Regions from separate parts of the Sus scrofa genome. Here region 1 is linked to region 2. A link is a contact called in public HiChIP or PLAC-seq data. All regions are on one chromosome and are shown on one strand. The core of a region is the stretch at or near the end of the contact, and the rest is flanking DNA. Distances in the headings are between cores, read along the strand shown. Region 1 has its middle 74 kb from the start of LSM3. Region 2 has its middle 7.5 kb from the start of SLC6A6.

Evidence for each region. HiChIP or PLAC-seq counts read pairs in DNA pulled down with a chosen protein or histone mark.
Region 1: an H3K27ac HiChIP or PLAC-seq map of alveolar macrophages shows a contact between it and region 2. The contact joins two enhancer-like sites. A contact is called at or near these places in 1 of 47 Hi-C or Micro-C datasets (embryonic fibroblasts) and 2 of 2 datasets of contacts at active chromatin or transcription factors (alveolar macrophages and skeletal muscle).

The regions. Positions count from the first base shown.
Region 1 is chr13:70,273,028-70,275,727 of Sscrofa11.1, forward strand. No RefSeq gene overlaps it. Among named protein-coding and RNA genes, the nearest start is that of LSM3, 74 kb to the right of the region's middle. Within about 2 kb of position 1,279, at least 7 of the 83 cell types and tissues checked have an H3K27ac peak or open chromatin away from gene starts, as enhancers often do. A contact at or near this core is called in alveolar macrophages, where this site is marked.
Region 2 is chr13:70,139,860-70,142,588 of Sscrofa11.1, forward strand. It overlaps a transcript of SLC6A6 not described here. Among named protein-coding and RNA genes, the nearest start is that of SLC6A6, 7.5 kb to the left of the region's middle. Within about 2 kb of position 1,287, at least 19 of the 83 cell types and tissues checked have an H3K27ac peak or open chromatin away from gene starts, as enhancers often do. A contact at or near this core is called in alveolar macrophages, where this site is marked.

The DNA.
Region 1 (2,700 bases), core at 29-2,528, 130 kb after region 2:
CTATGGCACTAATGCCCAGAACGAGTCTGGACAGCGAGGTCCCCTTGGGGATGGTTAAATAAATGATGCTGTATTTGTACACTGGTACCCTCCCAGCCACAGAAACAACGAGGAAGCTCTTTACATGCTGATGTGGAACAATCTACAGATAGAGTAGGTTAAAGGCAAGGTGTCCAGACATGACACAAAGGCACGGGCCATAGAAAGAAAAAAAGGATAAACTGGACCTCAGCAAAATGAAAGATATGTGCTCTGCAAAAGGCTCTGCTAAAAGGATGAAAAGGCAGGCCACAGACTGGGAGAAAGTACATGCAAACCCCGTATTCCTAGAAGGAATGTACCTAGAATATAGAGAGAATATTCTAAACCCAAGAGTAAGAAAACAAACCATTCAATTAGAAAATGGGCAAAAATTTTGAACAGATAGTTCACCAAGGAGGATATATGGGCAGGAGATAAGCACAAGAAAAGATGCTCCAATTGCTATTCACTGGGGAAATGCAAGACAGTTCTGTGAGCAGACTCTACAAACCTACTAAAGTGGCTAAAATAGAACATGCTAACAGTATCAAAGGCTGATAAGGACACAGAGCGACAGGAACTCTCAAACCTGTCTGGTGGAGATGTAAAGAGGTAAGGCACTCTGGAAACTATTTGGGTAGTTTCTGAGTCAGTTAACCGTAAGCTTACCATGCAACTCAACGATTACACTTCTGGGTATTTCTCCTAGAAAAATGAAGACTTAGCTTCATGTAAAAACTTGTCTAAAACATTCATATCAGCTTGATTTGTCATAACCAAAGACCAGAAACAATCTAAATGTCCTTCAACCCGTGAATGGATAAGGTGTGTCAGTTAAATGGAATACTACAAAGCAATAAAAGGGAATGAATTATTGATAAACAACAAATTAAAGTGATCTCAAAGGCATTATACTAAGCAAAAAATGCCAACCTCAGAAGAGTATATACTATATGATAACCATTTATATAACACTGCCAAAGTGATATAGTGATAACAGATCAGTGGTTACCAGGGAATCGGCTTGGGAAAGGGTGTGATTATAAAGTGTTAACATGAGGGAATTTCTTTGAGGCAATTGGAACACTTCTATATCCTGATGGTTACAACATCTATTCATGTGATAAAATTTCATAGAACTATGCACCAGAAAACAAAACAATTATTGCATGTAAAAACTGGAGAAATCCAAATAAGGTCTGATTTTGAGCTAATGATATTGTACCGATGTCAGTTTCCTGGTTTTGACAATGCATGACCATTACATCACCGAGGGGAGCAGGGGAAGCAGGGGAAAGGTCCACGGGAACTCTCTGTGCTATTTTTGCAACTTCTTGTGAGTCTTAAACTATTTCAAAATTAAAAAAATTTCAAGTAGTGTTGGTTTGGAACTACTTTGCTCAATTTGATTTTTTGTTTGTTTGTTTTCAGCTGTTTAAAAGCAAGGTGAAGAATATTGTGTGGAGAGAGCCTGTCTGTATGATATAAATGCAGGAGTCATTCTTGTCAATGACAGAATACAGTATTTCTGGAAACAGACACAAGGCACTGGGAATATTGGAGCCACAGGGGAGGGGGCTGGATGGTAGGGGCACAGAGAGAGAGGAAACCTGATTTTTCAAGTTTCCTCTTGAGACTTTCATATTTTACACTGTGGGTGTCTGTTACACTTAACAACTTTTGACTTGATTATTGAAGAGCTAAGAGTGGGACCTGAGGTCACAGGGAGAGGAGTGGATCTGTTCATCTCTGACAGCATCAAAGGACAGTCCAGAAGGGAGACGAGTGTCTCCGTGGATGAAGATTTTATCAGAAGGCAGGATTTTACTGAGCTCAGGGGAGGCTAGAGACACAAAAGAATGTGTGACGGGACAGGGAGGGCACCCGGCTCTGGTTGGCAGGGCTGGGAAGCCACGCATCCTTCATGTCCATGGCAACTATGAAGAAAGGTGAAAAATACAGCCACCACAGCTGTGGATACTGACCACTGCCCCTCAGGGACTAACCCACGGCCCCTCCTGGAAAGGTCACACAGGAGGACGCTGAGGCACAGGGGAAGCAATTTGCTCAGGGTCTCACATGCAGGTGGCAGTCCTGTAGCACCCGGGACCTCCTGGCTAACCACACAGATTCCTGCTTGATTCTCAGGACCACAATCCCCACTGCGATGCTGGGCCCTGGTGAGGAGTAGTGAGGCCTCTGGCTGGAGGGTGTAACTCCAGCACAGAACTGGTAGTATTGTTGAGAGGATGAATTAATTAATGTGCATAAAATTCTCATAGGGGTGCTGGCTCAGCTACGTGAGCTGTCACTGTTATGTTACAGGAAGGAAACCACTAGGAGGTGGGCTGTTGTGAGTTCATAGACATGCCAGACCATATGCTCTGGTGTTTGCAGCATCCTGACCCAGTATGCATGCTCTTCCACTCACTGCCCCTACCTTGGGGACTGTGAGCCATCCTGGTGCCAAGGTGGTCTGGCACACATGGGACTTCAGGGCTGCCACTGGCTGCCCCCCAGATTCCCAAGGCCTGACTCCCAGAACACTCAGTCAGCCCAAGTCCATCTGGCCTGAGACCTGCCTGGACAAACGTTGCTGGAGATGGATTTGGGCACAGGTGGGGCTTCAAGCCTGGTGGCTGAGTAGAAGAAGTTGTGGTCAGGGGTGCCTGGAAGCTG
Region 2 (2,729 bases), core at 37-2,536:
TCCTATCACTCAATACCAAAAAAACAAACAAGCCTATCAGAAAATGGGCAGAAGGTCTAAACAAACAACTCTCCAAAGACATACAGATGGCCTTTTGGTTTTTTAACACATGAAAAGATGTTCAACATCACTCATCATTAGAGAAATGCAAATCAAAACCACTATGAGGTACCACCTTACACCAGCCAGAATGGCCATCATCAAAAGTGTACAAACAATAAGTGCTGGAGAGGGTGTGGAGAAAAAAGGAACCCTATTACACTGGTGGGAATGTAAATTGGTGAAACCACTGTGGAAAGCAGTATGGAGATGCCTCAGAAAACTAAATATAGACCCACCACTTGATCCAGCAATCCCACTCCTGGGCATCTACCCAGAGAAAACCATGACTCAAAAAGACACATGTACTCAAATGTTCATTGCAGCACTATTTTCAACAGCCAAGACATGGAAACAACCTAAATGTCCACTGGCAGAGGAGTGGATCAAGAAGATGTGGTACATATACACAGTGGAATATTACTCAGCCATTAAAAGGAATGAAATACCGGCATTTTTTTGCAACATGGATGGACCTAGAAATTATCATGCTAAGTGAAGTCAGCCATACAATGAGACACCAACATCCAATGCTTTCACTGACATGTGGAATCTGAAAAAAGGACAGACTGAACTTCTTTGCAGAACAGATACTGACTCCCAGACTTTGAAAAACTCATGGTTTCCAAAGGAGACAGTTAGTGCGGTGGGGGGATGCGCTGGGGTTGGGGGATGGAAATGCTATAAAATTGGGCTGTGATGATCACTGTACAACTATAAATGTAATAAATTCATTGAGTAATAAAAAAGGCTTTTTAAAGATGCTTTTACATAAAAAGGTACACATTTAAAAGATTGAATCATTTGATGGAATCATGCGGTCTGTATCCTCTCTCTTGGTTATCTATTCCTAAGTCAGGCTAACTCAAGCATGACAAGCTCAGAGGCCTCCAGGGACCTGGCAGGCAAAGGACAGGGTCCAGTGGGGAAGGGCCTGCAGCATAAGGGAGTCTGGGTTCCAGGCGCTGGCAGCTCTCAGCTCCAGCTCCAGTGGCTGCCTTTGGGATCGGGGCCACTGGGGCAGATGCTCCAATTTCTGGAGAGGTGTTGAAATCTAAGATGTACACGCATACACAAATTCCAGTTTCTACAACATCATGTGGCCACACACCCAGTGTGTCCTCTTTGGTCAGATCATGGGCTTGGGTCATCCCAGGCAGCCTCAGCCAAGGGCAGGGCAGGCTCGGCTGGAGATGCTGACCAGCCTGGCCTCCGAGTCCTGGTGGCTCGCCCCAGTGAGGTCAGCCAGGAAGCCCGGCATTGTTTGGCCAGGAACAAAGTCGAAACAATGAGTGATGGTAATGTGGTTCTAGTGAAAGTGAGTTCTGTTGGGGAATTGTTTTCAGCAGGATGACTCTGGGGACAGGGCTTGTTATCTCCTGGGTTCAGTGTCTGTAGGCAAGGCCCACCCCCCCTTCCATGAGATAACCTCAACCCCGCCCCCAAGAAGTCTTGTGTCTATCCCCAGAGACCCCCATTCCAGGACAGGTACCCTGCCTGGCTCAGGCTCAGCCTTCAGCCTACAGGAGTGCTGATTTTGCCCAAGCCTCAGGGAGCCTCCCCTTTCAAAGATCAGGAAGCTGAGGCTCAGAGAATGGGAGGGTCTGTCCTAGGTCACATGGCCACCAGGCAAGGCCAAGATTTGTACCTAGATCCTGACTCCACGCCACTGGTGCCACCCCAGAACAAGGTGGCTTCTGCACAGGGACCTACCACAGCAGGTTGTGCTTATTGATCTGTGGTTTGCAGGACACGGGGTGAAGGTGAGCAGGCTTTACAAAGAACTGGCCTCTGGGGTAATGCTGGGGTGGCGGCAGGATGTGGGCCCAGTGTACAGCCACCTCTCCTTCCCCTCACAAAACCTGCAGGCGGGCGGGGGAGGAAGGGGTGGGCAGTCTGCTCTGGGGCAGGATGGCCAGTGTTGCCCTGAGGGGAAGGCCAGCTGGGCATACAACATGCCCCAAAAAGAGGTGCCCCAGGCCCTGGCCAAGTAGGCACTGAGTCAGAAAGCAGTATCTAGGTCCAGTTCTAGTTCTGTGGGCCAAGCTCCCCCCGCTGAGCATCTCGGATGTTTGAGGATAAGACCAGGCGAGGGCAGCTCTGGCCAGCGGTGAGCACTGAATAAATATTTACTGAGAGCCTACTCTACTAGGTACCAGGCGCTGCTGTGGGGACTGGGGGCTCGGCGGTGAGCCCTGGAGCTGACATTCCACGAGGGGAGACAGTCACATAAATATTTACAGCTGGGATCAGTGCACAGAGGACAACCAAGCAGGAGGAGGTGGAGGTGACGGGTGCAGAGAGTCAGAGGCCCCTCTGAGGAGGCGACATTGCATGATGGCAGACGCTCGCTGACGACTGGCTCCAGGCAGGCCCAGTGTGGAGCCCTTTCAGGTTCCTCTCACCGGCCTGGGTGAAGGAATGAGGCCCAGAGAGAAGAAGTTGCTTGCCCAAAGCCACACAGCTGGGATTCAAACCCAGGCAAGGGGGCTTCAGGGTCTGTGCTATTTTTTTTTTTTTTCATCTTTTTGTCTTTTCTGGGGCCATTCCCATGGCATATGGAGGTTCCCAGGCTAGGGGTCTAATCGGAGCTGTAGCCGCCGGCCTACGCCACAGCCACAGTAATACAG